Linked DNA regions of Mus musculus: all the other regions are linked to region 2. A link is a contact called in public Hi-C, HiCAR-type, HiChIP or PLAC-seq and promoter capture Hi-C data. All regions are on one chromosome and are shown on one strand. The core of a region is the stretch at or near the end of the contact, and the rest is flanking DNA. Distances in the headings are between cores, read along the strand shown. Region 1 has its middle 130 kb from the start of Gm41271. Region 2 holds the start of Npr3 (natriuretic peptide receptor 3). Region 3 has its middle 140 kb from the start of Tars. Region 4 has its middle 58 kb from the start of Tars. Region 5 has its middle 120 kb from the start of Tars.

The links. Promoter capture Hi-C pulls out the DNA fragments that hold promoters and counts their contacts. A called contact is a pair of places that touch in the nucleus more often than the background predicts. HiCAR-type assays count read pairs that join an accessible place to other places. HiChIP or PLAC-seq counts read pairs in DNA pulled down with a chosen protein or histone mark.
Region 1: a contact with region 2 is called in a HiCAR-type map of fibro-adipogenic progenitors, with 6 times the contacts expected there. The contact joins the enhancer-like site here to the promoter of Npr3 in region 2. A contact is called at or near these places in 18 of 39 promoter capture datasets (the 3T3-L1 cell line, 3T3-L1-derived adipocytes, the C10 cell line and 11 more), 2 of 15 datasets of contacts at CTCF or cohesin (the NIH/3T3 cell line and stem cell-derived epiblast-like cells), 42 of 484 Hi-C or Micro-C datasets (the AML12 cell line, B cells, the C2C12 cell line and 21 more), 21 of 115 datasets of contacts at active chromatin or transcription factors (the NIH/3T3 cell line, craniofacial prominence, embryonic basal ganglia and 11 more) and 5 of 9 other capture datasets (adipose tissue, embryonic stem cells, liver and 2 more).
Region 3: a contact with region 2 is called in a Hi-C map of tail fibroblasts, with 5 times the contacts expected there. The contact joins the enhancer-like site here to the promoter of Npr3 in region 2. A contact is called at or near these places in 14 of 39 promoter capture datasets (the 3T3-L1 cell line, 3T3-L1-derived adipocytes, the C10 cell line and 8 more), 1 of 15 datasets of contacts at CTCF or cohesin (pro-B cells), 6 of 484 Hi-C or Micro-C datasets (reprogramming fibroblasts, tail fibroblasts and uterus), 14 of 115 datasets of contacts at active chromatin or transcription factors (the 230-238 cell line, bone marrow-derived macrophages, cardiomyocytes and 8 more) and 5 of 9 other capture datasets (adipose tissue, embryonic stem cells, liver and 2 more).
Region 4: a promoter capture Hi-C map of trophoblast stem cells shows a contact between it and region 2, with 9 times the contacts expected there. The contact joins the enhancer-like site here to the promoter of Npr3 in region 2. A contact is called at or near these places in 15 of 39 promoter capture datasets (the 3T3-L1 cell line, 3T3-L1-derived adipocytes, the C10 cell line and 10 more), 2 of 484 Hi-C or Micro-C datasets (both in embryonic stem cells), 15 of 115 datasets of contacts at active chromatin or transcription factors (cardiomyocytes, craniofacial prominence, embryonic forebrain and 5 more) and 4 of 9 other capture datasets (adipose tissue, embryonic stem cells, liver and 1 more).
Region 5: a contact with region 2 is called in an H3K27ac HiChIP or PLAC-seq map of the NIH/3T3 cell line, with 6 times the contacts expected there. The contact joins the enhancer-like site here to the promoter of Npr3 in region 2. A contact is called at or near these places in 6 of 39 promoter capture datasets (the 3T3-L1 cell line, the C10 cell line, frontonasal cranial neural crest and 3 more), 1 of 15 datasets of contacts at CTCF or cohesin (the NIH/3T3 cell line), 2 of 484 Hi-C or Micro-C datasets (liver and reprogramming fibroblasts), 9 of 115 datasets of contacts at active chromatin or transcription factors (the NIH/3T3 cell line, craniofacial prominence, embryonic forebrain and 5 more) and 4 of 9 other capture datasets (embryonic stem cells, liver, macrophages and 1 more).

The regions. Positions count from the first base shown.
Region 1 is chr15:11,573,214-11,575,913 of GRCm38.p6, forward strand. No RefSeq gene overlaps it. Among named protein-coding and RNA genes, the nearest start is that of Gm41271, 130 kb to the right of the region's middle. Within about 2 kb of position 1,373, at least 22 of the 459 cell types and tissues checked have an H3K27ac peak or open chromatin away from gene starts, as enhancers often do. A contact at or near this core is called in the C2C12 cell line, adipose-derived mesenchymal stem cells, cancer-associated fibroblasts and 3 more, where this site is marked.
Region 2 is chr15:11,904,257-11,906,956 of GRCm38.p6, forward strand. It overlaps Npr3 (natriuretic peptide receptor 3), which reads right to left and starts at 1,418. Exons shown (of 8, transcript NM_008728.2): 1 at 630-1,418. The coding sequence starts at 1,383. Gm5144 (predicted gene 5144) reads left to right here and starts at 2,269. Exons shown (of 2, transcript NR_131059.1): 1 at 2,269-2,700.
Region 3 is chr15:11,534,832-11,537,531 of GRCm38.p6, forward strand. No RefSeq gene overlaps it. Among named protein-coding and RNA genes, the nearest start is that of Tars, 140 kb to the left of the region's middle. Within about 2 kb of position 1,435, at least 12 of the 459 cell types and tissues checked have an H3K27ac peak or open chromatin away from gene starts, as enhancers often do. A contact at or near this core is called in tail fibroblasts, where this site is marked.
Region 4 is chr15:11,456,118-11,458,817 of GRCm38.p6, forward strand. No RefSeq gene overlaps it. Among named protein-coding and RNA genes, the nearest start is that of Tars, 58 kb to the left of the region's middle. Within about 2 kb of position 1,309, at least 32 of the 459 cell types and tissues checked have an H3K27ac peak or open chromatin away from gene starts, as enhancers often do. A contact at or near this core is called in trophoblast stem cells, where this site is marked.
Region 5 is chr15:11,517,797-11,520,496 of GRCm38.p6, forward strand. No RefSeq gene overlaps it. Among named protein-coding and RNA genes, the nearest start is that of Tars, 120 kb to the left of the region's middle. Within about 2 kb of position 1,400, at least 19 of the 459 cell types and tissues checked have an H3K27ac peak or open chromatin away from gene starts, as enhancers often do. A contact at or near this core is called in the NIH/3T3 cell line, where this site is marked.

The sequences.
Region 1 (2,700 bases), core at 123-2,622, 330 kb before region 2:
AATATCTGAATGTGGGGATTTACAAAGAAAATATATTTAGCTTATTGTTTTAGAGATTTGGTTTGGAATTACATTCTCCCACCCCTAGCTGGTACCCTATTGGCAAGTGATGGCTGCTAGGGCCAGAGGAGTCAGTTGTCTTCGGGGATGCCGCTCCTGAGAGACTACCATACTCCAATAGTCGGTTCTACATCTGTGTAGGCAACCCTAAATGGACTCAGTATGTTTAAAAAACAGAGCTCATGAAAGGAGGAGGGGAAAGGATGGTTGGAATAGAAGAGGAATTGGATGAGAAAGGTAGGGTGAGAATCTGACCAAAATACACTAATGTAGGAGCATGACATTCTCAGAAAAAAAACAAGGAGGGATAAAAGAGAAAGAAGTATAAAGTCAGGCAGCCCCAGCTATCTGGCCTCTAGTGAGGGCCTTCTGGCTGCACTCCAACATGGCGGAGAGGTGTAATCAGTCACGTGCAAAATTGACTTCTGTGTGAGTAAGGGTTGAGACAGAGAGGAGCCAGACTCACTATTTTTATTTTTATTTTGGTTTGGATTTGGGTTTTTACTGTTATTGTTTGTTTTGAGACAGATTTACTCTCTGTCACCCAGGTGAGCCTTGGATTTGTGACAAACTTCCTGCCTTGGCCTCCCAGAGCCCTGTGAGTAGGGGCATGCATCACTATGTCTGTCTGATTCTATTTATAATAACCTGATTCTCATGGAACAAATCTACCACCCCCACCTCCACTAGACCTGACCCACTGTGGAGAAATAAAGTTTATCTGTTCATGAAAGCAGAGTCCATGCTACCTACTTAGCCTTCGCAAAGGCCCACCTCTTAAATGTTATAAGACCTAAGTTGGATCTTTGGAGGTGACTAAGTCTTTTTCACGACCTTCTATAGAAAACCACAGCTACTAGACGGTAATAAATGACTTCCTTTGTCTTCTCCTACAGAACAATAAAGGATTTCTGTTTTTGTTAACCTGTGGATTTCCTCATGGCTCTCTGCTCAAACCTTCCAATACTTACACTGTATCTAAAAATGGTTCCCCTATGTTTTTGCACCTTTGCCTCCATCCTGACTCTTCTAAGCACTTGACATATATAACTCTAATCCATATAACAATTCTGTGAGGAAGACACTATTGTTCCCTCTTGTTTTAGAAATGAGGAAACCAACATAGATAGAGATTAACTAGCTTGTCGCAGATGTGGTCGGTGAACAAGGCAGCCAAATTCCAGAGTCTAAACTCTTAGCCACTAAATCATATAATCTCTCATCAGAATCAAGTCATTCACCCTTGAGTCTAAACATGACTAACTAGAGAATTCTTCCCTCAACTCTGAGCTCAGGGTCATTGGTATCCTGCCAAATGTCCCTGATGATACTTCTATTTTTAGTAGGGTGAGTAGCCAAGAGAATGCTTGTATTACCTTCCATGAACTCCAAGGTCCATTTTTCTGTCTCTTGTTCATGTTTTGTCCTCTCTATGGCCTCTTCAGGACCTCTATCATGTTTTTCTCTACCAAGTTGTCTTGATTCTGTTTGATGTGCTCGGTGCAGCTGGAGGTACCATCCATTCTAGTTTAGTTTTGGCTCATTTCTCATTTTCTAGCTGGTGCAGGGCAGATCATTTGTGAATTGAATATTCCCAGGAGAGATCTGCTATCTTTTCTAATACAACATTGCCATAAATGCACCCTGGATTTCACTTGACTTTCTCGGGATATAATTATATATTTAGATCTATATTTTTATTCTACTCTCTTCAATTTTACTTGACATATATTTCCTTCTCTCTCATTTTAAATACCTTGAAAGGCAAGATAGAACTTAAGTGGTATCTACTTGGCACATTTTTCTTGACTCTTCTTTCCATATCTATATCCCAAATTGAATAAATCTCTCCCTACCTTTTGCTATTATATAAACTTATTCATACCTCTGGTTTGTATCTCAGTGTGCACCCATCTGTCTCTTCTGGAAATTACCATATATGAAAGTTTACTTTCATATGGGGCAAATTGAGCACAAATTGACATTTGCCGCTACATGTTATTCACACACACACAAAAAATCACTTGTAGAATAATAGAAGAAAAAACAGATGCTATTCAATAAGCTTTCTTTATACAAATATTGAGAGAGAGAGAGGTAAAAGTTTTCCTAAGCATAACTTAATTTCTTTTTTTTCCTAACTGAGACTACCAATTTCTCTCCCTCAGTTATAAGCATAATTCCCACTTCTTTATGGTTAATTTTATGAAATTGCCAATTGAGTTTTAATTACTGCACTAGTTCTTGAACATACACCCTATTCATTGGGTCATTTTGAGTTTTCTAAACATATTAAAATGTTCATGTATGAACTTATTTATCCCATGTGAAAAGTCTCAGATTCTTGTCACTAAATTCGAATTTTTATTTCACATTATTTGTTTAAGTGCTTTCTTGACTATTGGGTGTGTTAATATAAATCATTAAACATGCATTAAATTCACGCAAAAGATATTTTGACTTATATTTGATTTTCAACACCAAACTTTTTTTTACTTACTCTCATGAAAATGACTTTTTAAGTTTGGTAACGCTAACATTTCAATGCTCACCATACAAGCAGCAGACAACTATTAACTATTTTATTATCTACAACACACACACACATAATATAAACACAAGTATAAAATTTAGGACATT
Region 2 (2,700 bases), core at 168-2,667:
AAGCTCCCGGGGGAAGTGAGAGTCGCCTGAATTCAGACACGGCGACGCACTTCTGGTGCTTGTATCGAAGCTTGTAAGACACTAGAAAGGGCATGGAAGGAATCTAAAAGGAAGGCTTTAAAAAGAGACCTAGGGTCAGTGGAAAGAGCAGCCAGGGGAGCCAGGAGATGCGTCCCAACCCCCAGCTAGTCAAGAAGCTGCGAGACTGCTGGGGCGTCCCCAGACGCTGTGGCCCTGCCAGGGGGCGCGCGACTGCAATGGACAGAGTAGGGAATTCCTGGAACTCACGGGACTCCGGAGCTGTCGAAGAGGGGGAAAACCCTTGGTGTTTAGCCACACCTGTCATACCTGGGATGGCGCTAGCAAGCGGCTCAGACGTTCCCTCGACTGGCCAGATCCACCTCCCCGAGACTGTGTAGGCACACCCCTTCCACCGCGATGGGCTATCCTCCACCCGTCCCTGGATCAGGCAGCTCACACTTGGACAAGCCCCCGCGCGACCTCCACGGGTCCTTGGGTTACGGGGAAGGGTGGGGTCTGCAGAAGATTGACTTGGTGGGGTTTGGGGGAGAGCCACTGAGAACCGCTGAGTCAGAGCCAAGGACCCCCCTGGTCCCGCTCCCGCTCACCTCGCTCGCTGCCTTGGATGTAGCGCACTATGTCGTCCAGGTCCAAGTCTTTGGTCTCGTCGAAATTGTAGGCAGACGTGTGCAACCCCTCCTCCTGAAAAACCTCGTGGACCCCCTCGAGGGTGAAATAACAGTTCCTCTCGAGTTTGTCGTCGCTGTAGACCAGGGCTGCACGGCTCCAGTGGTGGTGGCGAAACAGAGCGAGCATCATCTCTCCCATCTTGGCGTAGGCAGGCGCCACGCGCGTGAGGTGCGAGTATTCCGTGTCCTTGTGCTGGAAACCGGCGGCCAGCGCTCCTGCGGACAGCATCGGCAGGTCCCAGTGAGACGCCAGCCGAGCCACCGGCGCCGCCGCGTACTCGCACACGGGCCCCAGGATGAGATCCGGCTTGGCGCCGCGCGCCGCCGCCACGCGGTCCACAAGACTGAAGAGCGCGCGGTTGCCGCAGTCCGAGTCTTCGTAGGCCACCTGGAAGCGAGTGCCTGGCGGCAGCAGCTTCCTCCCGGTGCCATTGCCCTCCACGCTACGCAGCGCGTACTCGATGGCCGGCCTCACCCGGGCCAGCGAGAACAAGTACGAATCGTCCCGGGGCAATAGAACAAGCACCTCGATCTTTTGAGCCGCCAGCGCCTCTCTCGCCCGGCGCCTGCTGCCTGGCCGGGTGTCCCCGGCGCCGCTGCTCGCGCCGCCAGCCAGCAGCACCCGGGCCAGCAGCACGCACGCCGAGAAAGTGAACAGCAGCAAGGACCGCATCGTGTTGCCAGCAAGCGCTCGCCCTGGCCGCCGGCTCGCCCTCTGCCCCCCACCCACCCTGCCCTTTTCCTCCCAGCTCTTTTCTTTCCTCTGTCCCTGCGCCCCCTTGGGCGCTCCAAGAAAACAGAATACCCCCTTCAGTAACTCGCCAAAAGATAGGAAGATTCCTCTACAATGTCCCTAGGTTTAAAAAATAAAAAAAAAAATTTTAAAGCAAAGAAAGAAAGAAAAAAGTTCACAGAATGTAAACCTGTGCGTCTGTAATATACATATAGACTTATTATCAATATATATATTCTCCCTCCCTTTGCACATAGGCTATTTGGCTTAGAGGTGGCTTCTTATTTGGGCGTTGCTAAGGTTGCGTTTGAAGGCCTTATTTGTAAAAGAAAAAAAAAAGTTAAACTTGTCCAAGTGCTTGTAATTGACGGTGCACCTCCTTCGCGTTTGATCCCATTGATTCGCGCGGCTTTCTGGATCCATAGCCGGGGTTTAAATAGCGTGGCAGCGGCGCAGCGCGTTACCACACATGGCGCGCCGAGGCCGGGCTTGTCTCTGCAACGGGTGGGGTGGGTGGGGGTGGGGCGGGGTGGGGGCTGGGCTGGGGGAGCCTCTCATTAACATTCTTACATCAGGGCTCCTCCCCGCACCCCTGGCCTACTCGCGGTTGCCGGGTCCCTAAGCCCCACTAGTTGCCGGTGCTCAGATTTGGCCCAAAGCCGCAACCGCCCACGTCTACACCCGCGGGAGACCTCGCGGCACAGCGTTACTCTAAGGTCCCCGCCTCTCCCTGGCTCCGCTTTCTCCAACCCCAGGATTAAAAAAAAAAAAAAAAAAAAAAGTGTATATATGTTTGAAAGAAATGAGTGCGCGCACATACACAAAGCACACACTCATACACACACACTGCAAAAACGAAGGGGAAATGTTTCTCCAAATTGGTGGCTTCCTTGCAAAACTCCATAGACTCTCACCTCTTTTCTTGATCTGGCCACGTTCTGTCTGGGTGCGCCCAGTCCTGTCCCGCACCTGACCTTTCTGGTCCCTGGAGCAAGGTCGGGGAACAAGGAACAAGGTCCTGGTGCAGGAAAATTCATTTGCAGAGCTGGTAAGCCCATCTGGCCTGCACGGTGTCGCACCGCTCCTTCCCCCACCCGGCGTGGGTGCCCTCCTCCCTCTGGGCTGCTGGGACACGCTAGAATCACAGTGGGCGCAGCGTCACCGTGTCCCAGTGCGCAGCCCCTCCGCGGGGTCACTGAGACCAGAAAAGCGAAACTTGTTGCTTCCGATGTTGGATAAATGATTCCGCTCCAGGAA
Region 3 (2,700 bases), core at 185-2,684, 370 kb before region 2:
ACCTTTATGATATCATAACTACCTGTGGCTGCTTAAAGCCATGCTGGTTCAGGTTCTTCTTCCTGTTCTTTCACCTCCATCTTGCCTTCTCCTCTGTCTCTGTAGCTCTTAGCTCCACCTCCCTTCCCTGTCCAATCACAGGCCTCCTGCTGCACAAATATTTTAACATAATTGGACAGGGAAAATCCCGTCACACTCCCTTGATAAAGCAGTTGAGGCACACCTGGTTACACAAACAAATTGGGAGTCGGAACAGTCATACAAGAGCAGTGTGGTCACATTTGGTGAGATCTATTTATAAAGTTAATTATGTTCAGCTAAATGAGGCTACAAATCTAAGTTCCCACCATCACTGCTGTATTATCTTAAATCCTCACTGTTCATAATGAAGTGGAACACAGTAGTTTTTCTGAAGACTTTTTAATGTGGCTGTCTTCTGTTAATAAAGTTAAGTAGCTTTCATTAAATGCTTGTTGGAATAATTAGTCATTTTGATGTCATCACTTGACAAAAGCAGAGAAAAAATATGGAATTTTGGTGTTGGTACCCACTATTGCTTCAGTGCTGGAGTAGTTTTCCTTCATTAGGAAACCAACAGAGCTGGATAAGGCCAGTGTTTCTGCTTAGGGTCTCCATGCCATCTACATCAAACTCACAGATGAATACGTAGTGTTAACGTGCAGATCCTAAATGGATCTCCTTTGAATCATAATTTTAAGGAAAGGCTTAGAATGGGTATTTGTAACCCTGTAAGTGAGTCCTACACAAGTGAGGACCATCCCTCAGACCCTGTTCTAGATGTCCTTCAGTCTCTGATCTCATTGATGGTGTTTCGTGTAACATACAAGGTCTCTCTGCTTCTTGTGGAAAAAAAGACAATTCAAGAGCATTTTTGCCAATTTTGTTTCTCTTCTTCTTCTTCTTCTTCTTCTTCTTCTTCTTCTTCTTCTTCTTCTTCTTCTTCTTCTTCTTCTTCTTCTTCTTCTTCTTCCTCTTCTTCTTCTTCCTCTTCTTCCTCTTCTTCCTCTTCTTCCTTTTCTTCTTCTTCTTCTTCTTCTTCTTCTTCTTCTTCTTCTTCTTCTTCTTCTTCTTCTTCTTCTTCTTCTTCTTCTCCTCCTCCTCCTCCTCTCCTCCTCCTCCTCCTCCTCCTCTTCTTCTTCTTCTTCTTCTTCTTCTTCTTCTTCTTCTTCTTCTTCTTCTTCTTCTTCTTCTTCTTCTTCTTCTTCCTCTTCTTCTCTTTTAAAGATAAAACACGTTGGAACCCCAGCTCTTTTCAGTTGGCATCATTGCCTATACCAAGCAGATAAATTAAAGCCTGGGAGAACTTCACAAGGTTTGACAGCACAATTGTCTTTGCACTGCGTCCCTCACTGGTCACTCTCAGACCCACTGTCCTTCCCTCCTCTTTGTGGGCGAAGGTCCAGCCTGTGCCGAGCCCCATGAAGCCAAGTGACTCAGCTCTTTGCAAGGCTTCCGTTCAGGGAGAATTCCCTTCTTCCTTGACTCCCGCAGACTAAACATTTGAATTACAAGCCACATAAAACCATTTGGTAGGGATCTCAGCTAGGGAAAGTCAGTTCACAATCTGACACCTCATAAAGCCTTATTTTAGAATGTGTGGGACTTGGTGTGTATAATTTATTTCTTTGGTCTTAGGCAAGCACCTGGACGTGGATTTTTCTCTTTCTGGCTGACAAAACAAAATAGGGTCCAATTAATTTCTCCCCTTTAAAAACCTTATGATCTTTGCCTTTCTTTTCTTTCTAACTGGATGGGCTAGGATCATTGCAAGCATAAGTCCTCAGGAGGAGCCTGGGTAGAACCAGATGCTTGTGAACTAGAGTTTCCACTCTCTGTCATTCAAAGGGATTGTTCTGAAGCAAGGGGAGTTTGCTACTGTACGGGTCACCTGACAAACAGCAGAGTCAATGTCACTTGTTAGGACAGCGGCAGTGCTATTGACACTGCTGTGGATGCCTTCTGTGTATGCTCCATCCCTTTTACAGTATTTGGTGTTGCAGTATGCAACAATTTTTGGTTTCAAGTAAAATATTCCATTAATAAGCACCTGGAGGTTGGGAGACCTGGATTTTTCTTCTGTTTTGTCTATTAAATAATTCTGATTCCTTATAAAAACCCTTTACATCTTAGTCCCTTATCTACTAAATAAGGATAAGAAATGTATCCGGGGCCAGCAACTTGTCTCAGTGACTGAGGGCTGCTAAGCCTGGCTTCTTGAGTTTGATCTCCTGACTCTATATAGTAGGAGGAGACAACCAATTTCCACAAGTTTTATTCTCTGGCCTCCATACATATTCCATGTCATGTACACACCTTCACACATGCACATGAACAATAAATACATAAATAAATGTAAAGAAAAGCATATGCCTGCCCTGCCTACCTTGCATAGAATCTGTGAAAAGTAGCATTAATGTATAGTTCAAATAGCGCTAGGAATTGGGAGCCACTTTGTATGAAAGAAATGAACTGGAAATATTTATTTCAATTCTAATTATGTAGCACTTTCATTTTGTATGTACTTCTGCATTCTGTCAGATTCTTTGGGGGGGGGGGTTGAGACAGGGTTTCTCTCTGTATCCATGGCTGTCCTGGAACTCACTTTGTAGACCAGGCTGGCCTCCAACTCAGAAATCCGCCTGCCTCTGCCTCCCAAGTGAGCCACCACACCTGGCTGTC
Region 4 (2,700 bases), core at 59-2,558, 450 kb before region 2:
GCCCAATCTCTCTGGCATGGCATGCTAAGTGGTGGTTTAACGCATATAAAAGTGTGAGTGAGGAGGTGTATTGTTCTGTGAACTTTACAAGTAAGGAAACAAAACCTCCCATAGGATCCACAGGAACTTGCTCACGTCATATGGAGAACATGTGGTCAAAGACTGGCTTCACCCTCAAATGCTTAATGTGGACCTCAGTGCTCTTTCACAAACAGCAAAGACTAGGCAGACTTATATCCATGGATTGCCTTACACGCTCTTAAGTGACTTTTTAAAATCTTTTTTTTTCCTTTTTTTTTTTTTGTTTGTTTTTGAAACAGGGTCTTCATATGTAGCATAGGCAAGGCTTAAACTTGTAAGAGTCCTGTCTCAGCTTCCCAAGTTCTGGGTTTACAGGCATACATACCATAGTGCCAACCCTGTGGTGAGGTATTATAATTAGTCGTACAACTTTAGGAACATAGACACTTTGATATCAACAGTACAGACTCTGAGTCAGTGGGTCTGCCCTGGAGCCTTAAGGCATTGATGGTGTTCTTAAATCACCATCCTTTTACTCTCTCTCTCTCTCTCTCTCTCTCTCTCTCTCTCTCTCTGTGTGTGTGTGTGTGTGTGTGTGTGTGTGTGTGTGTGTATGTGTGTGTGCACCCACATGTATGTGTATATGTGTGTACTGGTCACTCTTCAAGATGACCCAGAATCAACTTCCAGCCCCTATATGGTGACTTATAACTGGCTGTAACTTCAGTTCCAGGGGCTTTAAGCCCCCGTGCTGGCCTCCATGGGCCCCAGGCACATAGTTGCTGCACACACATAATACACGCAGAACATCTGTACATATAAAAACAATTATTCATGCCCATGCAGCACTGCAAGAAATTTGTTTTCTTCTTTTCAACTGCGCTCTGCCTGCTAATTAGCCCTCAGAGCAATTGCTTTCTAATACAATAATCATGCCCTTCCTAGCTCATTTGCGTAATTCTCTGTCTCATTTCATGGTGGCTAAGTTTTCAATTTATGTTCATAAACTGTGTTTTATTAAAAGCATTGAGAAATATAGACTTGAAGAAGCATGTTCAAGATGAAATATGTGAGCTTTACAATGAAAGCAATGGCCTTCATGTGGAATTTCTTCTCCACCCTTGAGTCCCACCTCTCGGTGGTGATTTTTTTTTTCGGTATTCTAGAAGTTTCTGTCATTTCCATATTTTTAAATGGAAATTTTCCACTGGTATCATTCTGTACAGCACATGTACTACAGAGTATAACAAACTGGGGATTTTTCTTCCGTAGGCTTTCCATACTGCCAGTAACATGACCTTTAGTGTCTCTGTAGTGATGGAGCGATGACTCACCCACAAGTTCTGCGATCTACACGTCTCAGTCGTTCACGTTACAGCCTTTGTTTCTCAGTGTTCATTGCTCTTTGGGGAAGGGTTTGCTCATCTCCTCGCCCTTTCCTCCAACTTATACTGGATTCATACCTGACACAATCAGCCCCAGAGCAAATATACTGTAAGCAAATGTGAGAATCTATTGTTCTCCACACCCCTGTCACCTCCTGGAACACTGAAAAGAACAGGAAGAGAGTTTACGATGTTACTCACTCAAGAGTGAGTAAAAATTCCCCATTTATATTATTCTTCTGGGTCTGTTTAGTTTATGTAGATTATGTGACAACCTCAAACTACAGTTTTTCCCTTTAAAAAAACAACCCATCTCCTATTTCCACATGACTTCCTGGTATCTCCAGCACATTCACCTCCTTTCAGGGTCCTTTGGCTTCCCCAAGAAAGCAACTCTTGTCAGCCACCTGGAAGGTGGTCTATCTGCTTCTGCAGCTTCTTCCTGTGTTAAACTAGCCTCCAGGTGTTTTCTGTCCTTGGAGGTGCCCAAAGCTGCTATGCTGGCATGCTCGTTTGTGAGTGCAATAATTCTCAGGAGGCATAAATTCATATCCTGTTCTCACTATGTATTTTATTAACTGTGAGAATTACTTCATTGCCAGGACCTGGCTAGAAACTGACTTGGTACCCAGTGCTAACAACGTCTTTAAAAGCTTATAAATAGGGTCATAAACACTATTTGCATTACTAGAAATATGTATTTTTAGTCTTTCCAACACTTTTTCTCCCTTGATTACATTAATGTGCACGAGCTATTCAAAAGTAAGCACACAGTTCTCTCTGTATTTTCAAGTTGTGGTTATACATGGGCACTTTTTTGTTGTTGTTTTAACTACTTTTATAATCAAGTTAGACTTGTATATAGGCCTCATCTTTAAATGACACAAACCTTCCCAAGTTATATAACCTAAGGTGATTGCCTTGTTTTTAACTACAGTCAAAAATAATAAACCTGATTAATTTTTACTTATTTTGTGGGATAGGTATCTCTGTGCATGTAGTGCCTGAAGAAGTCAGAAGAGGGGGTCAGATTCCTTAGAACTGAAGTTACAGGACACACAGCTACAGGGACTATAACCGGGGTCCTCTGGGAGAACTGTCAGTGCTCTTTAACACTGAGCCATTCCTTCCATATATATACCTGTGATTTGATGGAAGTAATAACAAAGTTAAACTCTTGCTTAGAGTACATTACAGAATGTGAACTTCGGCAGAGTACCTTAATTACCAAGGTAGTGATAAAGTTACAAGCTTTTTCTGTAGAGGACATACTTGATGTCTACTGCCCAGGTTT
Region 5 (2,700 bases), core at 150-2,649, 390 kb before region 2:
ACATCCACAGAGATGGTATTTACTAATGGGAACTGAAGGTTTTAGTAAGACATAATATTCGGTATCTAATACATAAAGTTTGAGATATCTGGGAAGGATTACAGGTGAGAGTTCAAGAAAGCTTTGTTTACTTAGAACTTTGGGTATAGAGATCCTGAGTAAGGGACATGCTGAGGAGAGAAAGGAAGAGGGACCCCACACACCTAAACCTTAGCATCTGCCTGCCCCTAAATATGGCCTATCCCACTTTTAAAACTGTTGTGAATCCTTTTACTTGTTGAGTTTCTAACCCACTGCTGACCTGCTGACTAAGCTAATTTCTCCTTCTCCTACTTCAAAGCTTTGACTCCTCACTCTTCTGCTGTTTCTTCTGTTGTGTCTCTACTCTGAATTAAAGGCATCTTTTAAGAATCTGGTCGTTCTGACCTCTTGGACTGATGATCATTGTATTTTGTTTTCTCAGTGTATCCTGTCACGATACAGCATTGCCCGTGTCTCTTGCTTCTCAACCCTTTCTCTTTTCTTTGTATTTTTGACTTTGTCTTTGCTAGTTCCCTCCAGACCAATATGCTTCACTAATTTGGCATTATTATTATTTGCTCAGTCTTTCCTTACTGTTATTGATAGCCCCATTTATAAATTATTTTGCACATAGTACTCCCTCATAAGCCAATCTAAACTAGACATCTTTGGCAATCTTCTTAATTATCATTCCTTTTCTTTATGCTACTAAATAAAGTTTGTAAATTTTCTTCTCTGCTACACTTTCAGTGCCAAGAGCTAGGACTTTATTTGTTGTATTTCCCAAACCCACAAAACCAGAGCCTGGCTTGGTATATAGTACACAGTAGGTGTTTACCAGTTTTTGAATGAATGAGGGATCTCCAAATCTCAATCTCCTCTCTTGCAAAAATTAAGCCTTCATTCTCTGCTCCCTGCTCTTCATGTTCTTGTAATACTATACCCCTTTCTCAGCTGTGATTGCACAATTATAATGTATAATGGTCTGTTCATTAGCCTTCTTATCAGGTCACAGTGTTGAATAGATTGAATTACTTCTTGTTTCTCCATTACAAATGACTGCTAAGATATTATCATTCTACATAATGCTACCTCAGAAACAGCAACACTTGCTTTAATATATGAAACATGTTGTATACTGAATCCACCTGGAAAATGTAATCATGAATTCTATTACTACAAAGTCAACTAAGATGAACGAGATTTTCAGACCAGGGGCCTTAAATGACTCCATATATTCATTGCTCAACATTTTACAGTTGATTTTTCTACTTCACTTTTCTCTTTCTTTGTCAAAACAAGGTTTTCCCTCCTCACCTCCCTCTTACAAGATGCCAAAGAGAAAGAACTGTGAGTCACAGGAAATGAAAAGGCAGTGCCTCCAATACTGGGATGAGATGACTGCTCTTCTCATCTAACAGAATTCTCATTTCCTGTCCTGAATCATGTCTTACCATTGAAATAAAAACAACTGTACTACTAGCCAAGGGTGTGTTGAGTATGTGTGTGCATGTGGGAGAGTGGATGATGGGAAGGACTAGAAAAGTAGACAGGATGGACCTCTTGATTATTCCCTTCATGAATATATATTTCAGTTGAGGTTGTAGGAGGATGAGGATTCTGGATTCCCATGGCACTTGTGGTATTTAGAGGGAGAATTAGGATCCTGAGCCAGTGAGACCTTCTGCGGTGGGAATCATACTCATACGTAATGGAGGCAACTGGATATTGGAAAACCAGAAGATGAACCTTGGGCATCAACTTCTCATCTTAGATGATTCTTTCTTATAGATTCAGCCCTGTTTGATTTTTGAGTTTTGAAGATGCTAGCAAATTTTTGAGTTTCTTCTTCTTCTTCTTCTTCTTCTTCTTCTTCTTCTTCTTCTTCTTCTTCTTCTTCTTCTTCTTCTTCTTCTTCTTCTTCTTCATCTGTTTGAACAGAAAGGTAGCGAAGAGAGATGAGAAGAAAAAGTGATAGCCAATGAAAGATATTACCAAACATACTACAGAAACATTTTAGAAATACCAGATTTCATTCAAAACTATTCATTTATTATTACCCATTAATTATTATCATTGTTTGGAAGATAAATCTCTCAAGATGATTTAAGAAAATGCCTGAGAGACATTGGGGCTTAGGGAGAAAGATCTATTAGTAAAGTGCTTGCCATGTAAACCTGAGGACCCAAGTTCACCCTCACATAAAAGAGCAAATGTGACAGTGTGTGCCTGTCACTTCCAGATTGTGAAAGCAGAAACAAGAGTGCCCCTGTGGACCACTGACCAGCCTGCCTAGCCTCAGTGATGAGCCCAATGCCCCAGTAAGAGACCCAGCCTGAAGTAAAAGCAAGTTAAATCCCTCCTGAGGAGTGACATCAGAGGCTGAATTTTGGCTTATATGTACACACACTCACACAAACAACTGGCCCACTGGAATTAATCATCTCTTTGTAATGTAACCAGACTTCATCTATTTGTGGTAGCAATGAAAAATTGAGAATTTTGTTTTTCACCTTTCATATTTTATGGAAGAGATTTTCTAGAACCTTAGTTCCTAAGGTGTCAATAAAGTTCAGGTCTGAATGATCAACCCACCTTCTCAGAAACCATGCTTTTCAGCTGACTCCTCATATCCTTTTACTTATAGATGACCCTAATTATAATCCTTCAAGTTGACAG